2 separate regions of the Sus scrofa genome follow, and region 1 is linked to region 2. A link is a contact called in public Hi-C data. All regions are on one chromosome and are shown on one strand. Each heading gives the region's core, a stretch centred on a gene start, on an enhancer-like site or on the middle of the called end of the contact. The rest is flanking DNA. Distances are from core to core; before and after follow the strand shown.

What was found. Hi-C and Micro-C count contacts between places; a contact is called where the count stands out from the background.
Region 1: a Hi-C map of subcutaneous adipose tissue shows a contact between it and region 2, with 2.5 times the contacts expected there. The contact joins the promoter of NUDT3 here to the enhancer-like site in region 2. A contact is called at or near these places in 1 of 5 promoter capture datasets (liver), 20 of 47 Hi-C or Micro-C datasets (alveolar macrophages, blood, brain and 11 more) and 2 of 2 datasets of contacts at active chromatin or transcription factors (alveolar macrophages and skeletal muscle).

Annotation. Positions count from the first base shown.
Region 1 is chr7:30,420,452-30,424,878 of Sscrofa11.1, forward strand. It overlaps NUDT3 (nudix hydrolase 3), which reads right to left and starts at 1,568. Exons shown (of 5, transcript NM_001308410.2): 1 at 1,440-1,568. The coding sequence starts at 1,538.
Region 2 is chr7:30,294,183-30,298,642 of Sscrofa11.1, forward strand. No RefSeq gene overlaps it. Among named protein-coding and RNA genes, the nearest start is that of GRM4, 18 kb to the left of the region's middle. Within about 2 kb of position 3,154, at least 27 of the 83 cell types and tissues checked have an H3K27ac peak or open chromatin away from gene starts, as enhancers often do. A contact at or near this core is called in retroperitoneal adipose tissue, skeletal muscle and subcutaneous adipose tissue, where this site is marked.

The DNA of each region.
Region 1 (4,427 bases), core at 318-2,817, 120 kb after region 2:
CCCATAATATGATATGATAACTGAAGAGAACAAAGCCTCTGGAGCAGTAAACACCACCAATAATTTTACTTGACTCAAGTATGTATTCCTAAACAGAACATAATTTACAAGGCCCTGCTTAGCACCGGTATTACAATGCAAGTTTCGAGGACTTTCACAATATATTCTAGGACACAAAGTACACATTTCCAAATCCAGTTTCTTACTGTTTTGCTAAAAAGGAGCACACAAGATCCTTCAACAGCACAATTACAGTGCTTTATTAACATTTTTTTTTTTTTTCCCAGGCAATAATTTAAATTCCCACTTCCTCCTAAATGTCTCTGGACAGCAACTCCTGGCAACCCATCTGTCTCTTTCATCACAGCTTCTTTTCATAACTAACGGGTCAAGTTCTTTTCTCCCCGTTTCAACACGACGCACTGTACTTGCAGCCCTGCCACCACAGCCCACTGCTGAATGCCGGAATATAGCATATTGAATTTCACTGTCCTTCATTGTTTCCAGTGTAACTGCCATTTTACCACCATACAGACGAGAGAAACGCGTTCCCACAGGCATCTTATGAATTTCCAAAGCAGCTATTCTTTGAGGATTTACAAAACACTTGCCTTCTCTGAATTCCCTTTATCACCACAGAAACGGCTTTGGGGAGCTGAGATTTTTTTTAAGTACCCCATGCAAAAAGAAACATTCCAAGCATTTCGATTTTGCTAGCAAATTTAATCCTAAGGGCCTTCCTATAGGACAGTGATGGAATGTCAAGGCAAAGATCTTAAATACCGCTTTGGCCTTCCCAATTAAAAGAAAAAATTTTCAATCCACAAAGATTATTTTATCAAGTGTCCTCTCTTCCCAGGCTACACCCTAAGGACTACCCAGCGCACTGTAAATAAACAACTGGTTTTGGCTTTTGCACAACGCCCTAAGTCTTCCTTGGGCTCAGAGCCGCACATAATCCCCCGGCAAACCCCAAACCTGCCAATGAAGCGGATTCTTTCTCTGCCACAAAGGGCCGGCCCGCGCCTCGTGCACGGCGGCCTCTGCACACATGTGCTGGGCTGACAAGTGTGGAGCTGCCCTGCCTGGATCCAAGGCTGTAGGCCTGGACCGAAAGCCGCACACTCCTCCCCATCCACCGCCTCCTGCCCGCAGCCACTCTCCCCGGTGACAGGCGGTCCGCTCTGGGGTGCCCCTACCGCGCGCCGGCGTCCCCGTCCCCCGGCCAGGACGGTATGGCCACGCTCAGACCCACTTCCCCTCCGCCCACCGTTCTTTTTCCTTCCCCCTCGTCTTCGTCTCCGTCGTAACTTCATTCTTGCCGAGAGAAGCGGCCCAGCCCCGGGCCCGGGCACACCCTCCCCCGGCGGCCGCGCCCCCAGCGCCTCGGCCCGAGGCGGCCGCCGACCCGTAGGACCCCGGCCCGCCCGGCGCCTCACCTCCTCCTCACTCTCACTGCGGAAACACAGGCACGCGGCCCGCTTCTTGTAGCCGTCGCCGTCATAGGTGCGGGTCTGGTTCGACTTGAGCTTCATCATCCTCCGGGCCCGAGTGGGGGTGCGGTGCGGGTCGCGGGAGTCGAGGGTGGGGGGGGGGGGAGCCCGCTCCGGACGGCCACGCGCGCGCGCCCCCGGCTCGACCAAAGGAAGCTGGGAGGGGGAGCCGCTTCTCCGCTACACGGCTCCGCCGCTGGCCCGCCGCGGCCGCCTCATTCTCCCCGGCCCAGGCCCCGCGCCGCCGCCGCCGTCACGGCTGCCGTCGCCGCTCCCGCCACGGCCGCCGCCCCCTCTGCCGCCGCCACCCCCGACGACGACCGCGCCGCCATCTTGGGCGCGCTGCGTCAGCGGCGTAAAGCTGCGCCGGCCTGCGGGACGACCGCGCGTTCGCAGCGCAGGCCGCTTTCGGGAATCGCGCCCTCCCAGACCGCGCGGCGTAAACGAGCGTCTGGAATGAGTGGGCCACGGGACTGGAGGCGGCCACATGCCAGTAGCGAAGGGGTGGGGAAGGTGGGGCGCGCTAGGAGAAAGCTAGGGGAGAAAGGGTTACCTTTGCAGGACCGCCCGGCTCCGCTCTGCTGAGGAAGGGGAAGCAAGGATTTGCCCAAGGTCACGCCGCCCGGGCCTTGACCCTGCCAGTCCTTCTGGGAGTGGATGAGGGGGAAAGTCTAGAGGTAAATGTGGGATGCAGTTAAAGGCGACGGAGAGTGCCTCCTGAGATGCTTGGGCTTTAGCACTGCGTGAAAACGGGTTAGGGGGTGGTGCACGTTGCATTGATATCCAGAAGTTCTGAAGTCATGGGTTGGAGCATAAAGAACAGATGTTTATACTACATAACCTTTATTGGTGCAAAAAAACAAATGCTTTCTCTTTAGATATACAGGAGGGCCAGAAAGGAGTGAGTGAGGGTGTGCGTGTGTACAGACATCATCCAAATCATGAGGCATCATCATTTTTGATAGTAAAGGAGGAGGATATATTTATTGTGGGTGTCAAACAGATGTTCCAGGGAAAGACATATAGCCTGACACCCTCCAGCAAGGAAACGAGGTATAACTGGTGAAAGTTCTCAGCAGTCCAAACCAAACCTATATCATGCTCATGCCCTGAAAGTGCTGAAAATCCCTGCAGGATTTGTCTGTGAATTGCTTATTACTCTTTTTTGAATTTGCTTGTATTTAGCATAATCAAAAAAGATCAGGATTGAAGCCTAGCAAACCTACCTTGGATTCTCATTTACATAATTGATTTACCCCTGTAAAATAGAGAAAATAAAGGCATTTCGCACCTGGCACTTAATACATTGTAATGACAGGAATACCTGATTTTATTGTGCTTTACAGATACTGCATTTTTTTACAAATTGAAGGCCTGTGGCAATTCTGCATTGAGCAACTTTTTTTTTTCCAACAGTATTTTGCTCACTTCATGTCTCTGTGTCACATTTTGGTAATTTTCAAAATATTTCAAACTTTTTCATTATCCTATGATCAGTGATCGTTGAGGTCCCTGCTGCAACTTGCTGAGGGCTCAGATGATGGTTAGCATTTTTTAGTAATCAAGTATTTTTATGCCACTGCAGTGACAACGCCAGATCCTTAACCCGCTGTACCAAAAGAGAACTCCTTTAAATTAAGGTATATACATTGTTTTTCACACATAATGCTATGTATGACACACTTAATAGACTACAGTGTAATGTAAATATATGCCCTAGGAAACCAAAAATTCCCGTGATTTCCTTCATTGCAATATTTGCTTTTTGTCTGGTCTGGAACTGAATCAGCAATATCACTGAAGTATGCCTGTAATATTATTGACATTTCACTAAGCCCTTGACACATAAGATGTGAAATTTCAGGCGTTTCTGTTGTGGCTCAGGGGTAATGAACCCAACTAGTATCCATGAGAATGTGGGTTTGACTAGGTCAAGGATCCGGTGTTGCCATGAGTTGAGGTATAGGTGGCAGATGCAGCTCGGATCTGGCATTGCTGTGGCATAGACCAGAGGCTCTAGCTCTGATTCAACCCCTAGCCTGGGAACCTCCATATGCTGCAGGTGCAGCCCTAAAAAAAAAAAAAAGAGAGAAAAGAAAGAAAAACTGAAAGTCTGATTCCAGAATTACTTTTAACATACACATTGTCAAAAATTTGAAAAATACAGTAGTTTTTATTAAAAAATTAAATTATGGACTTCTTTCAGCACATTCTGTAGAAATTTGTATCCTGATTTTTCTCTGGTCTTTTCCATGTCATCAAGATTTTTTTTTTTTGTCTTTTTGCTATTTCTTGGGCCGCTCCCACGGCATATGGAGGTTCCCAGGCTAGGGGTCTAATCAGAGCTGTAGCCACCGGCCTACGCCAGAGCCACAGCAACGTGGGATCCGAGCCGCGTCTGCAACCTACGCCACAGCTCACGGCAACACCGGATCGTTAACCCACTGAGCAAGGGCAGGGACCGAACCCGCAACCTCATGGTTCCTAGTTGGAGTCATTAACCACTGCGCCACGACGGGAACTCCCGATTTTTTTTTTTTTTTTAGGGCCACATGCATGTGAAGGTTCCCAGGCTAGGGGTCTAATCGGAGCTGTATATGCTGGCCTACGCCACAGGCACAGCAATGCTGGACCCGAACCGCGTCTTCTAACTACACCACAGCTCACAGCAATGCCAAATCCTTAACCCACTGTGGAAGGCTAGGGATCGAACCCATAACCTCAAGGTTCCTGGTCGGATTCGTTCCCACTGTTCTGACGGGAACTCCAAGATTTTTTTAATACTACTTCTAATTACTACCTAATAGTCCATCATAGGGATGTACCATTTCCCTACTGTTAGAAGCTTAAATTGTGTCCTCTGTTTTATTAGAACAGCAGTGAATATCCCTGTACATAAATCCTTGTCCCTGACTTAGTTGCTCAACATCAATT
Region 2 (4,460 bases), core at 1,904-4,403:
CATGATGGAATTTCCTCACTGGCCCTGGTCTAATAACTGGGCCTCTGGACTATAGCTTTAACCCAAAGAAAGCCCTTCTGGCTTCCCCTCCTGCAGCTGCGGCAGACATCACTAATCCATCCCAGCACCAGTCCTCAGTCCCTGTCCAGGATCAGATGGAAAGAGGCCTCTGGCAATATTTGCAACCAGTAGAAGATCTCCAGAACTCCTTTATGTCAGCCAGAAAAAGATCACTAACCTAAAAGAAAAATAAGCAGACACGGATCCAGCGTTGCAGCTGCAGCTGCAGCTGTTGTTGTACCCCTAGCCTGGGAACATCCATATGCCGCATGTGCGGCCCTAAAAAGCAAAAAATAAAATGAGTTCCCTTTGTGGCTCAGTGCTTAATGAACCTGACTAGGATCAATGGGGATGCGGGTTCAATCCCTGGCCTCGCTCAGTGGGTTAAAGATCTGGCGTTGCCATGAGCTGTGGTGTAGGTCTCAGATGCAGCTCGGATCCCGTGTTGCCAGTGTAGGCCGGCAACTGTAGCTCCAATTCGACCCCTAGCCTGGGAACTTCCGTGTGTGGCAGGTTCGGTCCTAAAAAGCAAAAAAATAAAATAAAATAAAAATAATCTTTAAAAAAAAGGAAAATAAGCAAAAGATTTGGACAGAACTTTGAAAGAAAAGGAGCAGCCCAAGGCTATTATACATGAGAAGCTGTTTAGTCTCACTAGTAAGCAGAGAAATGCAAATTAAAACAAGAACAGAATACTACTTCACACCCCACAAATGGGCCAGAATTAATAGCCCTCATGGGAGCACGTGGAGAAACTCATGGAGTTACATGGTTTGTTCTCGGGAGTGTGAATCGGAGAATGATTTGACAACATTTAGTAAAGTTGAAGATGCGAAAACATTACGAACAGAATTTCCTCTTCCTTGCTTGTCCGGGGAGGCATGTTTAAGAAGATTCGCTGTGCCCATTGGTCATAATCAGGAACTATTATTCTTAGCAGGAGAGCAGATAAATGGTGGTCGGCACAGAACAAAAGCCATGCAGAGGTTACAAAGAGCGGATTCGATTTGCATGGAGCAGCCTTCATAGGTCTCCAAGCACAATGTTGAGATAAAGCAATTTGCAAAATGATGTTACATTATGATACCACTTATGTAGAATTTGGAACACAAAACAATACTGCATCTTGTTTACAGATGTATACCTACTTGGCAAAAGTTTTAAAATGTGTTTGGGAATGAAAAAAACTTCAGGGAAAGGAAAACGAAGCTGGCTAAAAAAAAAAAAAAAAAAAAAAAAAAAAAAAAAAAAAAAAAAAAAAAAAAAAAAAAAAAAAAAAACGAAGCTGGGCTTTGGTTCTTTCTGTGACATTTTTTTCCTTTCAAAAAATACATATGTACAATCGAAAAAACTAAGTCAAAATGTTTGAACAAGATAAACTAGTTGGAGGATTATAGGTAACTGTTGTATCATTTTTCTCTTTTTTCTTTTGCTTTCTTTTTTTTTTTTTAGGGTGGCACCCACGGCATATGGAGGTTCCCAGGCCAGGGGTGGAATCGGAGCTGCAGCTGCTGGCCTACACCACAACCACAGCAACACGGGATCCGAGCCATGTCTGCAACCTACACCACAGCTCACGGCAACACAGGATCCTTAACCCACTGAGCGAGGCCAGGGATTGAACTCTCAACCCCATGGTTCCTAGTTGGATTCGTTTCTGCTGTGCCACAATGAGAACTTATGTTATATCATTTTCTGTACTTTTCTGTGTACTTCAAATATTTCAAAATTTGTAATTAAAAGCAAAGCCAAAAGACAGTGCTCTGGTCATGTAGTGATGCCAGGCAGGGCAGGGGGATGGCAGCCAGAGGTCACTGTTCGCATCCCTGCCTGGACTCCCATCTCTGACACATATACCCCCTACCCCCAACAGTGTCCCACAGCCCCCACCTGACCACAGGCCTGGCTGGCACCACCTGGATCTCTGGCAGTCACCTGCCCTTGGTTTCCTCCTGAAAAAACTTCCTGCTTGCCCCCCCATCATATATTCTCACTGGATTCACACCCACACAGCCCCCCACACACACACCTCCCTGGGCCCACAGGGCTGAGCAGAAGACACAGGATTTAGAGCCAGGAGACCTGGGTTCAAGCAACAATTCGGCCACATCTTGGCTGTGACATTCCTGAGGGCCATTTCCAGAGGCCCTCTCCCTCCAGTGGGACTTCAGCAGCCTGGACACTGCTGGTGAGGGTCCCGAGGCCTCCTAGGGAGTCCCGAGGCACCCAGAATACCCCCACTGCTTCCCACAGCACTGGGCTGCCCTGCCTGGAGCTGTCTCAGGGCCGTAGACAGACTGCCCTGCTGACCACCAAGCTGCCTTGGAGTGGGAGGCCCTGCAGGAGCAGAGCTGGCCCAGGAGGCTTGCCTCCTTTCACCGCCAAGCTCAGCCTGGACTGTCAGGGGCTGGGCTGTCCGCAGCTCTCACCACCTGTCCTCAGCCATCAGGAGAGAGTGGATTAGCTCATCGCCATGCCGGGCTCTCTGCCGGCCACAGATGAACATCTGGAAAGGTTGTGGGATTCAGTCCGTGGGCAAGAGAGCCTCAGTGTGGATGCTGGAGTGGTTTTTCCACTCCTGAGCCCCAGGGAGAGCTTCACCTCCCTCCGGGCCTCCCTGGACTGGCTCCCCCTCGATGCTTCCTTCCCTGCCTTTTCTCCCCGCCACAGGCCTCAGACGCCCTTAAGCCTTGGTTTTTCCTCAAAAGACAAGAACAAGGGTTAGGGGTGAGTCGCAGTGCCACAGTCCAAGAGCCCAAATTGGCCCAACCCCAGCCCACGCGCCCCTCGCCAGCCGCCCCTTTCAGAGCAGGCGTGGCAATGCCGGATGTGACCACGAGGTGGCGCTAGGAGGCCGCCCGAACTCGGACCCAAGCGGGCCACGTTTCTCTTTGCCGCAACCCAGTCCCCACTCACTATCCCCGCTCGCCCGAGGCTCTGCTTCCTAGGGGACCGGGCTGGTGGGCAGCTAGCTGGGGGGCGGTGAGGGAAGCGGTGCGGCCGCTATGACAAACCCGCGGAAGGAGCCGAGTGACCGCTTCGATCCGGAGCGACCTGGAGGGGGACCGCACCAGCGTTATCCGGGTCCTGGAGGGGTCCCTTTCAGGTGTGCAGCGCCCTCTCCCTGCAAGCCCATTTGGGTGAACCTTGCTACTCCTGACTGTAAACGGAAGGGGCCGGGAAGAGAACATGGAAGAGAAATAGAAGACATTGCCATTGGCACCCAGCTCTGCCTGCGCCCGGCCCTGGCCCAGCCTCTGTATTTCTAATCTCTACGCAGATGCTCTTATCACGAGCTATTCTGCACGCCTGGTGGGACTCCGTGCCCTGTCCAGGCTGCACAGCTCTTGGTGGTGGGAGGGTGGTGGGAGCTTGCTGGAATCACAACTCAGGACTGCCACCCCGACCCCCACCCCAGACCTCCCCGTCCATACCTGGGCGCCCCCACCCCGGGGAAGGGCACAGGTGCTGACCACTGTGCTTGACCAGGAGTCACAGCCCAGGCACCAGGCATGTGCCTAACCCGAAGCCCAGGCTCCTACAGCCTGAGGAAGCTGAGTCCCAGGGACGGGATCCCCACCCCACCCAGTCCCACCCCTGAACTGGACTCACCTCCCCCACACCCCACACCCCACACCCTCTATGGGGAAGCAACATGGAGTTCTGGAAAGATCAGGGGCTTTGGAGCCCCTGCAGACCTGGGTTAAAACTGCTTCTGTGCTGACTGGCTCTGTGATCTTGCCCAAGTCGTCGGACCTTTCTGGGTCTCGCTTTGTTCATCTGTAAGATGAGTGTGCTCACGCTCATCCTGGAAACACCACACCCGTGAAAGAAAATTCCTGGTGGGAGTAGATGCTCAGTAAGCTCTGCTTACTCAATATTTATCGATCCCTGTTTTGTGCCAAGTCTTATTTTGGGGTTCAGGGACCCCAGACAATGAGATGTGACTGCTGACCTCCAGGAGTGACTGTTGGGGAAGATAAAATTCGTATCTCAGAATTCAGGCAGCATTTTGCTGCTGTTGAATGTGGAGACATTGAGATGCTTTCAACCTTCCAGACTATAAAGGTGCTGCAGGTCGCAGCCATGGTGGCTACCCTGTACTGACACATACCATGTGCCAGGTTCTTCACCTACCTTTATTCAGCAGATACCTACTGTGGGCCAAGTGGGTGCCAGGTACTCTTCCGGGATCTGGGGATCAAGGTTGAACAGGGCAGTGACCGCCACACGGAGCAGACAGCCTAGTGGGGGACAGAGGACAAAGAAGTCATGACACAGATACACTCGTATTTGAGGTAAGCGCCTCAGAGGCACGTGTGCCAAGCCAGTAGCAAGGAGGGTGTGCCGAGGATGGGGCAGTGGGAGCATGTGCCCTGATGCAGGCAAGAGAGGGTGTC